3 separate regions of the Sus scrofa genome follow, and regions 2 and 3 are each linked to region 1. The links are chromatin contacts, called in public HiChIP or PLAC-seq maps. All regions are on one chromosome and are shown on one strand. The core of a region is the stretch at or near the end of the contact, and the rest is flanking DNA. Distances in the headings are between cores, read along the strand shown. Region 1 overlaps BRD7 (bromodomain-containing protein 7). Region 2 overlaps PAPD5 (non-canonical poly(A) RNA polymerase PAPD5). Region 3 holds the start of ADCY7 (adenylate cyclase type 7).

Region 1 (4,083 bases), core at 1,186-3,685:
TGCCATTTCCAAATCCTGGCAACAGTGTCCACAAATCCACACTTCTCTGTAATGGAATAGTGAGTCTTACACAATCCGCATTTTTTTTTTTTCCTTTTTAATCACTACTCCAAAGATAAAGGCTTCGTTACTGCCTGCCTACACTGTGAAGATTTTGTTGATTATCACAGTGCTGCATGTTTCTGAGGTTCACAGGCAATCTTTCAGTCTACACAGTGGCACTCCTCTACAACAGACCTCAAACACGAGATACTTCCTGGGCCTCCTCCTGGCCCCAAAGCCAGACTGTCAGAATTGCAAGCAAGAAACAAAATCCTAAAAAGAGTGTTTTATTTTTGGAATCACAAGACCCAGAGTTTCCATAACCCCAACGCTGCTTTGTAGGAAGAGATCAATCCTGATAACAAGTAACCAAAAGTTAAGGGTTCTGTTTCAACTGCGGTATGCACTCCGAGCTCAAACAGTCTGATCACCCAATTTCTCTGTGTACATATGAGCTAAAAGTGTGTGGTGCAGAAAATGGTATCAGTGCATACTGACTGCCATTTCAGCCGGGGCCTTACAACTCTACTCTATAAACTTCTTGCCCAGCTTTCCTTCCCATTCTTAAGATTCTTTCTTTTTCTTTTTTTTGCTTTTTAGGGCCCCACCTGCGGCATATGGAGGTTCGCAGGCCAGGGGTCCAATTAGAGCTGTAGCTGCTGCCCTACGTCACAGCCACAGCAACAGAGGGACCCACACCACAGCTTACAGCAATGCTGGATCCTTAACCCACTGAGCACAGCCAGGGATCGAACCTGTGTCCTCATGGATACTAGTTAGATTTGTTTCTCCTGAGTCACGACAGGAACTCATATTTTTCTTTTAAAATAAAAACTTTCAGAGTTCCCTGGTAACCTCAGCAGGTTAAGGATCCAGTGTTGTTACTGCTGTAGTAAGGGTTTGATCCGTGGCCTGAGAACCCCCACATGGGGGGAAAAAAAAAAAAAGCTTTATCATTTACGCTTTTTAGCTTATTCTCTATTTAAATATTTCTTATAAAGAATGAAATACAGCAGTTCTGTTATGGCTCAGCAGGTTAAGGATCTGGCATCGTCACTACTGTGGCTCTGGTTATAGCTGTGGAATGGGTTTGATCCCCGGCCCGTGAAGTTCTGCATGCTATGGGCCAAAAACAATAACAATGAAACAAGAAATAAAGAATAAAATACAATAAAAAAATATAATCACCTCCATTTCTTTTGCTGTGTCAAGTGTCCTAGGCTGGCCTTCCTCTTCAGGTGATGACTATAAGGAGAAAGAAAAACACTTTATTAAAAGATATATACAAGGAAAATAGAAAAATATCAAGAATTTCATGGCAAGATAAAAGGAATAAGAACATGATTAAAATATAATTTTTAAAACAAAAATGAATTAGATATAATTATTTGCATTTTGAGAATACTGTGTGAGGAGTTCCTGTCGTGGTGCAGCAGAAACGAATCCGACTAGGAACCATGAGATTGCGGGTTTGATCCCCCTGGCCTTGCTCAGTGGGTTAAGGATCCGGCGTTGCCATGAGCTGTGGGTCTGGCTTTGCTGTGGCTCTGGCATAGGCTGGAGGCTACAGCTCCGATTGGACCCCTAGCCTGGGAACCTCCATATGCCGAGGATGCAGCCCTAGAAGAGACAAAAGGACAAAAAACGAACTGTGACACAGTGGGTTAAGGATCCAACTGCAGTGGAAGTGAGGGTTTGAACCCCAGCCCAGCTTAGTGAGAGTTAAGGTCAGTGGGTTGAGGATCTGGCGCTGTCATAGCTGTGGCTCGGATTTGATCCCTGGCCCAGGAACTTCCATTTGCTGCAGGTGTGGCAAATATATATATATTTAGTTCTCACTGAACCTCAGGTGCTGACTCAGCTCTGCTGACGGGTAACCAAATGACAGGTACAGTGAGGGCAGAGGACAAGACAAATACAGTCAGAGCCACGAGGAAGAGTTATGACCCAGAGGAGACAGGGTTCATCTAATTACAGTGACAAGGACATTCTGGAGATGAACTCTCCTCCATACCAGAAGGAACATTTTCTGGTTCTAATCTTTGAGCCAAGTCTCTGAATTATCCCAGATAGTTTAAAGTATTAATAAAAGACAGCAGTGAGAAAGCTTTTTACTTTTTCACTTAAGGCTCTGCCACTGCTGTTACTGCATAATAAGGAAAAAGACATTCCCTATCATTTTAGTCGACTCAGTTTCAAGTGAGTAAGACTTCCTTTTTTTGTTAGGGTACATAACATGAGCTGACTTCTTGAGTTATAACCCCCATTTCTGATTCCTACGTTCTCAAGATGAGGCGATAATGACAATCTTCTGGCCTCACAGATCCTAGTGGCCGAGTTACTCGTTTCCGTTCATTGTCCTCCACCCATGGTCTCCACCCGGGCTGGGCTGTCTTTTCAGCGGAATGGAGTCCAGCTGTCACAGTGGTTAATCCCATGGTTTCATAACAGTGATGACTAACACTTGAGAGCCAATGACAAATCACCCTGTTTCTTGAGCAGCATTCTTACCGTCTCGGACTCTTGCAGGGTTCTAGAATGTCCTCCTTTTGTTAAAACATCCAGTAAACTATCTGCCATAACGTATGGATAATCTTGGCATGTGGCCAAAAACTCATGGATGCTGAAAAAAGAGTGTTAGGAAAGTCACTTTCACATAAATCACCTCCACTGGCGTAATCTCCCTGTTACAGCCCGCTGTTTCACCAGACACCCTGGGTTCACACACCACGGTGTGACACCTTCCACCTAGGCACAGCACTACTGACGTATTTACCAGGGATCAGGACGGAATTAAACAATATCAAGAACACGGTGAAAAGGAGATGCTCCTGTGGAAACCTTCAAGGAAAAACAAGACCTCGGTGAGGACGGGGTCCCGGGCTCAGTCAGCAGGGCTCTTTGCTCCTCCCTTCACTGCCTCCCTCAGGCGACTGCAGTCACTCACGACTCTCATGTGTACTGAAACCTCTCAAAGTTACACCTCTGGTTTGGACTGTACTTTTTGGACAGCTCCATGGGGAGCTCTAATGGGCTTCTCAAAACGTCCAAAATTGAGTTGCTCAATCTAAAATCTTCCCCTTGTCAGTAAACAGCAATGTCATCTTTCTAGGCTCTGTCTAAAACCGTGGAGTCCTGGACTTCTCACTCTCATGCCCCATTTCGACCAGTCAAGAGACCCGACTGGCTGACCACTGGCCCTTTCTCAGCACCTCAGCTGCCACCTCCACGGTCCATTTCTCACTTGGATCTTGACAGCAGCTCCCGTTTCCTCCCTTACCACCCGCAATCTGTTTTCCACACCGCAGCCACAGCGATCCTTTTACAATGATAAGCCAGATTCAGTAACTACCCTGCTCAAAATCCACCAATATTTTCCCATTTCACTTAGAATAAGACTCCAAGTCCTTGCAAAGATCTACCTATACTCTTTCTGCCCCTGACCGCTCTTCTTGTTCTTTAAAGGTATAGGGCAGGTTCCCACCTCAGGGCCTTTGCACAGTTATTCCACTGGCCAGAACGCTCTTCTTTTGGAAGACAGCTATGTTTGCTTCTTTAGTTTTTGCTCCAAGTTCACTTAGCAAAGCCTTCCCTGACTATCCTATTTAAAGCTGCACCCCTCTCTCAATCCTAGCCACTATCTTCCTTTGTGTTTTTACTTTTCTTCAAAACCCCTGTCATCATCTGATGACAGCATTGTTCCCCCGTGGAAACCCCCAGCATCTAGAAGAATTGCCTGGAACATAAGGAACATGCAATGCCTATTTGTAGAATGCGTGTATGAATAATCCAGAAGGAACTTGTTCAAGCTGGTGAGAAGAGGTCTAAAGGATACAAATACCTTGATCTTAAACCAGAGTCAGTCTCTGACTTAAGGACCTCTGCCCTGTAAAAACACTGCCACCACCACCACCATACATGTATAAAAGTGAACAATCCCCTCTTTGTCAGAAAGACCAAGAGATTGGCTAATCTATGGAGTAAATTCTTACACATAATGAAGTTAACAAGGTTCCAATGCCAAGAAGGAATAACCCAAGC
Region 2 (4,083 bases), core at 744-3,243, 100 kb before region 1:
GACCCTAATTTAGTCGTCGGTGAGAAGACTCCTGCTTAGAGAACCAATGTTAAGGATTGTGTCTGTCGATTATAAAGGAACGTTAGTGACCTGAAAATTACTTTAGGAAGTTTCTCTTTTAGCCTGCATGTTTGATATTTGGACCTAATAAGTTTAAACTGTATTCCAAATGTCTGCCTGTGAGACACAGGATCCTGCTTCATGAAAGCATGGTGCTAGAAAAAATGCTCTTGTAGTACTAAGAACTACCAGTAGAGGGTAGCAAAATCTCACATTTCTCCAGAGTTCGGTGGCTTTTTCCTCTGATATTATAATATAATAATTTTTTCTATTTCAGGTCCAGATATTTGGAAGTTTTAAAACTGGCCTCTATTTACCTACTAGGTTAGTACCTCTATGAAGCTTTTAAAAGATTATGCATTTTTCTATAGCGCATTTGTTTTGACTGTTGAAGGGGTAAGAGTAGAAACAAAACAGATTTATGAAACTAAAAGTCACTTACCTATATTTTATTTGAATTACCTTGAGGTAAAATATTACTGCAAAGAACTGTTCACCCCCATAACTTAACTCACTAACACAGATGGTAATGCAGTCTTATGGTAAAACACCTGATGATGCTGCAGAGTTTTGTATATTCTGGAATGCTAGGTCTCTCACTTTTGAGGTGTAGTTAATTTACAATGCTTACAATGTTGTATTAGTTTCAAGTGTACAAAGTACTCATATATGTATATGTATATAAATATATATACATTTAGATACTCATTCTTTTTCAGAGGCTTTTCTGTTAGAGGGTATTACAGGATGATGAGGGTTGTTCTCAGTGCTCTGCAGTAGGACCTGTTTTGTAGATAGGAGTGTGTATCTCATTTTTATGAAGAGCTCATACTCCTAGCTCCTGTCCCAGCATTCTGACCCAGAAATTCAGGGTACAGACTTCTCTCTCAGGAAAGTCTCTGTCTTTTCAGGCTTCTTGTTTATTTTCATCTTCTCAAATGAGGACTGTTTTGACCCATAGCTGGGGGTGGGGGTGGTGTGTATGTGTCGGGGGTGCTTTTGGAGGGGTGAGTACCAGTTCTCTAAGAATTGAAATGCTCTTGTCTTTACGAAGCAAAAACATTTCATCATGTTTTGCTTTTGTTTTTATCACGGTAAAAGCACCCAGCATGAGACTTACCCTCTTCACAAATGTTTAGGTGCACAGTGCAGTATGATTTAGTGTAGGCATCCATTGTGGGTTTTTTTTTTTTTTTCCTTTTTAGGGCCACACCCATGCACATGGAAGTTCCCAGGCCAGGGGTTGAATTGGAGCTACAGTTGCCAGCCTATACCAGAGCCACAGCACCTTGGGATCTGAGCCTCGCCTGCGACCTACACCACAGCTCAAGGCAACACCAGACCCTGATCCACTGAGCAAGGCCAGAGAACCCACATCCTCATGGATACTAGTTGGATTCGTTTCCGCTGTGCCACAACGGGAACTTCCCATGGTGTTTTTCATCCACTTAAAATTATGTGTTAAGTGGATGGATCCTAGCAGTTTCCATTCTTCCCTTTGCTCTCCTAGGCCTAAAAAAGCCAGAAAATATTCCACTTTGAGTTTTCTTTATTTAGGTTCTGAACTTCAGGAAAACTGTGAGTCATCTTTCTAAAAATTTAGTAAAATTTTATGAATAGGTAGTACATTCATCTAGTTCATATTTGAAAAGGGCACAAAAATAATGACAAAGAAAAGTCTAGATACCACCTCTGTCCCCCAGTTTCTCTCCTTGGAGGAGCCAGTGTTAGCAGTTCTTTGCATATCCTTCCAGAAATATTCTGTGCATATAAAAGGAAATATGTGCTTCTTCCTTTTTTACACAAATGGTGGCACACTAGATATACTGCCTGCATCTTGTTTTTTATCCGTAGTAATCTAAGTCACAGTTACTCAGTTAACCTCATTCACCCAGAAGGTCTTAAGGTTTTCAGTACCAGAAGCCTTTAGGAACAGGAAACACTCAGTGGTGTTTTTGAGGTTTTACTTCTCTCAGAGTCACCCTGGGCAGTGACTTGGAGAAGGAGGAGGTTGTTAAAATCACCAGCCTTTTTCACTTCCTCTCTAAAAAACAGTCCTCACCAACAGTTTTGGTCTCCATCGGGCAGGGTGAGAAATAGGTTTTCATTGGCCTCACTTGCAGTCTGTAGCTTGAAGGTAAGTTAAAGCAAGTACAGTGTCTTGCTTCTTTAAACAACTCTCGCATGTGCTCTGTGTCCAGTGACATCGATCTCGTGGTGTTTGGGAAGTGGGAGAACCTCCCCCTTTGGACCTTGGAAGAAGCTCTTCGGAAGCATAAGGTTGCAGATGAAGATTCGGTGAAAGTTCTAGACAAAGCAACTGTAAGTCTTCAGCATTTCATCTTAAACTCTCTTGTTTCTTATGCATGAAATTTGTAGAATTAAAATTTAATTTTGGTAAGCACAGATTGTTTTTCCTTTTGTTAATGATCACAGTGCTTTGACATAAAAAGTTATATTTGTGCGACAAATGAATGATCCTGGTTATACATTTCTTGAAAAAAAATATTACACAATTTTATCATACACAATACTCACTGTAGCTTTTTTTTTTTTTTTTAATATGAAGAGTATAAATAGTTCTCACTGTGGCACAACAGGATTGGCAGTGTCTGCAGCGCCAGGATGCAGGTTCGATCCCTGGCCTGGCACAGTGGGTTAAAGGATCCAGCATTGCTGCAGCTGTGGCATGGGTCACAAGTGTAGCTTGAATCTGGTCTCTGGCCTGGGAACTCCATGTGCCATGGGGTGGCCAAAAAAAAAAAAAAAAAGTGACCATCTAATAGAAAGTTTATAGTTACGCAGAAGATAACTATAGATGTTACTTTTCTATTCTGTCATATTTTGTGTCCTTGAAAAATTGAGTGTAATTGAAATTTTGTAAATCAAGTTATATTTTAACTAATGGAATGGACATTAAAGAATTTTTCTGGAAAGAGTTCCCTCGTGGCTCAGTGGGTTAAGGATGCAGCATTGTCACTGCTGTGGCTTTGGTTACAGCTGTGACGTGGGTTTCATCCCTGCCTAAGAACGTCCACATGCCATGGTGCGGCCAAAAAAAAAAAAAGAATTTTCACAGAAGCTTATTTTGGAAATAATGTATCTTTTAAAAGTTTGGATTTTTTTTTTTTTTTTTTTTGGTCTTTTTAGGGCTGCACCTGTGGCATATGGAGGTTCCCAGGCTAGGGGTCCCATCAGAGCTGTAGCTGCTGGCCTACACCACAGTTCACGGCAGTGCCCGATCCTCAACCCATTAAGCGAGTCCAGGGATTGAACCAGGGTCCTCGTGGATGCTCATTTGTTAACCACCGAGCCACAATGGGAACACCTGGATTTTTGCTTACTAGGTTTTATGAGAGCAAAACAACTTTTTTTTTTTAATTAAAAGAAAGATTTATTAAAAGCTGTTAATTTGGAAACCCAGTTTTATGCACAGTTTGCTGGCCTGAGTTTTCTAATGACTGGTGCAAATAACCTTTTTGTTTGTTTTGAAGAATTCCTGATATTGCGTATAAGCTCTTCTATCATTTTTCATTTAAGAATAATTTTTACATTTTAAGTTCTCTTGTTAGGTTGTTGCTTGGGCCATTTGCAAAAGTGACCAGCAGTGCCAGTGAGTCATTGTGTGCGACTTAATCTGTCGATCAGTTTTCTTACTGGAAACAGTTCATTGCTATCGGCTGACGTTTGTTATTCGTGATCTTCTTGAGTTGGAAACTGTTTTGCAAAGGAGATAACGTTGAGAATGGTTTTTGTTATCTGATTTCAAAATTCTCAATCAGTGGAAATTACAGACTACATTGCGTGAAGTTAAATGCTAAATATGTAACATAAATTATCTAGGATTGTCTGGAAGGCCAAGTCAGCTATGGTACCGAGTGTTGAGAACACTCAGTGTTCTTACATTGTCATGGGAGGTCAGGACCTCAAGTCTGGTAACCTTGTGTCCTCTGATTTTGACCCTTAATTTGGTTAGAGTATTTAAATATTTTACCTTTCTTCTTTTTCTAGGTACCTATTATT
Region 3 (4,083 bases), core at 1,105-3,604, 71 kb before region 1:
GTCTTCGACCTACACCACAGCTCACAGCAATGCCAGATCCTTAACCCACAAAGAGAGGGCAGGGATCAAACCTGCATCCTCATGGATCCTAGTTGGATTCGTTTCCGCTGCGCCATGTCGGGAACTCCCACATAAGCTTCCCCCCCCCCAATTCTTATTCTTTTTTCTTTTTAGGTGCACCTATGACAGATGGAGGTTCCCAGGATAGTGGTCAAAACAGAGCTACAGCTGCCAGCCTATGCCACGGCCACAACAACGGGGATCCTAGCCTTGTCTGTGACCTACACCACAGCTCACGGCAGCACCAGATCCTTAACCCACCGAGTGAGGCCAGGGATTGAACCCACTTCCTCATGGATAACCAGTTGTGTTCATTTCTGTGGAGGTCTCACAATGGGAACTCCATGCGGGTTTTTTCATACCGCATATTTGTAGACCCATCCCAGGAGCAGAATCTCGGAGAGAAGGATCCAGCTGCATTTGGAGACCGGTGCCCTCGGGCCTTGCTCCCCAGGCTGCCCTGAGGACCAGCAGCATGGGCATCACCTGGGAGTTGGGTGGAAGGTAAAACTCCTGGTAGCCACGCCAGAGCTGCTGCATAGAAACTCGAGGTGGGGCCCAGCAGTGTGTGTTTTTTCACCAGGCCTCGGGGTGATCCAGCGGTGATCTGGCTACAGTTTGAGAGTCACTGAGGACTGAGTATGGGATGGGGCGACTGCCACTGAGGTGACCACAGCACTCATGGGGCCATCCTGGCAATGAATGGCAGGCACTGATGCAAGCATCCTGCCTCACTCTCTCCAGCTCTGCTTTCTGGTCTGCTGCCAAGAGGCTTGGTCATAGAGTTGCACCAAGATGACACATACATGACAGGGTGGGAAGTCATAGCATCGCTCCCCCCCCACCCCCCACAAAGGGCTGAAGGCTTCTAGTGCACTGTGTGGAGAGACCAGCAGAGAGGGAAAGAGCTGAGCTGCAAGCCAGAGCCGGGCCATCCCTTGCCCAGGGCAAAATGTCCCTCTCCTGGGCTGACCTGGGCCAGCAGAACACACTGTCACCGTCACTGCCACAGGGCAGAGGCACCTGCTGTTCTTGAGGCCTTGGGGCAAACAGGTGGGTCTCCTCAGCTTCTGGGTGGTTGAGTGGGAGGAGCTGCAGGAGGTAGGCGGGGCACAGTTCCCAAGGCAGCTCTGTTAAGGGTTAGGTGTGCCCACCCACTGGAGGCTGCAGTGCTTTCTTTCTCTCCTTTCCTTCTCTCCTTCCTTCCTTTCTTCCGCTTTTTATTGCCCAATCTTTGGCATATGGAGGTTCCAGCCTAGGGGTCGAATTGGTGCTACAGCTGCCCGTCTACACCACAGCCACAGCAACGCCAGATCCGAGCTGTGCCTGTGATCTACACCACAGCTCACAGCAATGCCGGATCCTTAACCCAGTGAGTGAGGCCAGGGGTGGAACCTGCGGCCTCAAGGATACTAATCGGGTTTGTTATTGCTGAGCCACGAAGGTAACTTTCTGCAGTGCTTTGCATTTCCAGTGGAGGCAAGTTCCAGCTACTGGGGAGACCTTCCCCTGTGAGCCCTCGGAAGCACCAGTGACCTTGCCAGGGCTCCAGCTTGGAGGGCCAAGGGCTACCATCCAGATGCCCAGAGGCTGTGGGAACCCAGAGGAGGTGCCTAACCAGTCTCTGGGAGACCAGAGAGGGCTTGCTGCTGACTCCAGAAGTCTCAGCTGGATCTTTCCATCTGGGATGGAAATTAGATTTTCACCTTCCAGCAAACCCATCACCGGATTCCTCCTGATAGTTCCGAAGTAGGTGGCCTCTGTGTTGGGTTCTAGTGCCCCTGCGTGGTCATGCTGTGACATATCCAGGGTCTCTTCCCCCTGGGGTAAGCTGCCACCCGGCTCAGGATTCCAAGTAGACCAGAGCTCATCTATCTGCTTGTCGTCAGATCACCTGGAGGCTCGTTAAACTGCTGATTCCCGGGAATCGTTGCTGAGCAGCTCTGGCTGGGGCCTCTGAGGTTAGACCTGACAAGTGGGTATAACAGATGCTCACGTGGTTCCTCTCAACAAAGTGGGATTGCCTGGATGCCACCGTGGGCATGAGGGAATTTTGGACAGGTAGGGAAGGAAAAACTCATGAGAGTCTATGAGTTGAAAGCCCTCCTGGTCTTGATTACTCCTTCAGTCCGCTTCCTTTGTCCCTCCCAGCGGTGACTCAGAGGAGGGCTTTCTAGCTCTCCCAGCCTGGGTGCCTCGGAAACAGGACAGACTTTTTTTTTTTTTCTTTTTTTTTTTCTGCCAGCTCTGGGGCCCCACCCTGGGTTGTAGGCAGCGGTGAGCGGCATCAGGACGAGGTGACACCTACTTTCTGAGGTGGGCTGGTCTTCCTGGTGCCAGAGAAGAAAGCCAATAGACCCAACTGGCAGCAGGTGCCTGGGTGGCTCTCCCCCGCCCCCCGCCCCTCTAGGAGTTTAAGGCCGGAATGAGACAGTAGGTTTCGACCAAAGTTTCCTTCAACTTGCCAGGAGGGCACTAGATCCTTCTAGAAACAGGCGTTCCTGGTGGGGATGGGGTGGGAACCAGGAGCAGAAACAGCTGAGAGTTTGCTAGAAAGTGTTGCCCTCTGGGGTGGGGCTGCACCTGGCGCGTCCAAACACGTGCGTGACTTTGAGGAAGAAAACGTGTTTTGAAAACGTCCTGTTTCCTGCTCAGGCTCCGAGGGGGCCTGGCCGATCGCTTCCACGCGCGCGGGGCGGCGGGCGGCGGCGGCGGCGGCGGCGGTGGGATGTTTGTGCGTTTGCAGCCTTTTCTGCTGAAAACCGGGCAGGGCGGTGGCACACGGGGCCCCAAAGGGGCCGGAGCGTCGGGGTCGCCCGCCTTCCCGGCCGCGGGGCCCGGGGCCCGGGGCCCGGGCGGCCAGCGGGGGCGCCTGTGGCCGCTCCGCCGCCCCCGCCCGCGCAGCTGGATCCCGCCCGCGGCCGCGCGGCCACTCGGGCGGCGGCTGCGGCGGCCGGAGCGGGAACGGAGCAGCGGCGGCAGGTGAGCGCGGGCGCGGGCGGCCCCGGCGGGGAGAGGCGCGGCCGGCGGGCGGAGGGGGCTGGCGCCGCGGCTCGGGCCCCGGGGATACGCCGATCGGCCGGGCTCCAGATCCCCGCGAGGCGGGGCGCCGGCGTGGGGGCATCTGCGGCTTCCGCGCCTCGCGCCCGGCGGCCGGCACCCGGGAGGAGGGCTAGGTGTGGGCCGGGACGGCTGCAGCCGGGCCCGTGGCTCGGCCTGCCTTCCCTGGCCTTTGGATCGCGGGAGAGGCGCGCGGCCGGCCAACTCCCCGGACCGGCGGGCCGCCCACTCCCCCTTTCCCGGTCTTGCTCTTTCTCTGGCCCAGGCTTGGGCTGGGTTTTGTCCCCTCCCTCAGGTACTGCGGGGAGATGCTTCTCGACAGGACCCCACCTGGCAGGAACTGGGGGCCCAACCCCACTCTCCAGGTGGCAAGACTGAGACCTCACGTGGGACCTGGCTCTGGGTCCCCCCGGGCCCAGCACCCTTGGACCACTCTGAGGGACCGCCCGTTGGCTTAGGATGGTAAAGAGGGGTGGTTTGTCCGGTTTTCCGAACTCGCGCGAGGCAGGGGCCCCTGGACAGGCCATGTAGTCTTTAAAGTAAAAAATAACTCAAAGGGAGAAGCCTGCCTTAAGGGCAAGACCAGTGGTTGGGGCTGGAAGCAGTCTAGTCACAGGCAGCAGTGAGCGGACCCCTCCCAGTTAAGGGGAGGGGGCGGTGTGTTGATGGCAGAACCCAGGAGGCATTTGCCCCAGCTTGGATGCCCACTGGGGGAATGGGAAACCCAGCCTTTCCTGTGAAGGGGTTGGACAGAGGTGGTAACCGCCCCTGGTTGGGGGCAAGATGCTGGAACCTTTCTCAGTGTGGCCTGGAGCTGTTCTCTCTCCGGGTTTGTATTTTGGGTCCCCTCCTTCAGAGGCCAGGCACTCATGTTCTCTCTGAGTCCCAGAGCCGGAGTTGGAAAATGAGAGTTTGGGCTCTGTCACTAGAAGTAGAGCCTTTGACGTCAGGACCGCAGGTGGC

Evidence for each region. HiChIP or PLAC-seq counts read pairs in DNA pulled down with a chosen protein or histone mark.
Region 2: an H3K27ac HiChIP or PLAC-seq map of alveolar macrophages shows a contact between it and region 1. The contact joins two enhancer-like sites. A contact is called at or near these places in 6 of 47 Hi-C or Micro-C datasets (embryonic fibroblasts, epiblast stem cells, fetal skeletal muscle and 3 more) and 2 of 2 datasets of contacts at active chromatin or transcription factors (alveolar macrophages and skeletal muscle).
Region 3: a contact with region 1 is called in an H3K27ac HiChIP or PLAC-seq map of skeletal muscle. The contact joins the promoter of ADCY7 here to the enhancer-like site in region 1. A contact is called at or near these places in 1 of 5 promoter capture datasets (liver), 3 of 47 Hi-C or Micro-C datasets (blood, liver and skeletal muscle) and 2 of 2 datasets of contacts at active chromatin or transcription factors (alveolar macrophages and skeletal muscle).

Annotation. Positions count from the first base shown.
Region 1 is chr6:34,513,748-34,517,830 of Sscrofa11.1, reverse strand. It overlaps BRD7 (bromodomain-containing protein 7), which reads right to left. Exons shown (of 16, transcript XM_021094214.1): 11 at 2,554-2,665; 12 at 1,231-1,287. Among named protein-coding and RNA genes, the nearest start is that of BRD7, 38 kb to the right of the region's middle. Within about 2 kb of position 2,435, at least 21 of the 83 cell types and tissues checked have an H3K27ac peak or open chromatin away from gene starts, as enhancers often do. A contact at or near this core is called in alveolar macrophages and skeletal muscle, where this site is marked.
Region 2 is chr6:34,615,916-34,619,998 of Sscrofa11.1, reverse strand. It overlaps PAPD5 (non-canonical poly(A) RNA polymerase PAPD5), which reads left to right. Exons shown (of 12, transcript XM_021094215.1): 3 at 338-384; 4 at 2,262-2,382; 5 at 4,072-4,083. Among named protein-coding and RNA genes, the nearest start is that of ADCY7, 32 kb to the right of the region's middle. Within about 2 kb of position 1,993, at least 8 of the 83 cell types and tissues checked have an H3K27ac peak or open chromatin away from gene starts, as enhancers often do. A contact at or near this core is called in alveolar macrophages, where this site is marked.
Region 3 is chr6:34,584,655-34,588,737 of Sscrofa11.1, reverse strand. ADCY7 (adenylate cyclase type 7) reads left to right here and starts at 2,354. Exons shown (of 26, transcript XM_021094204.1): 1 at 2,354-2,376.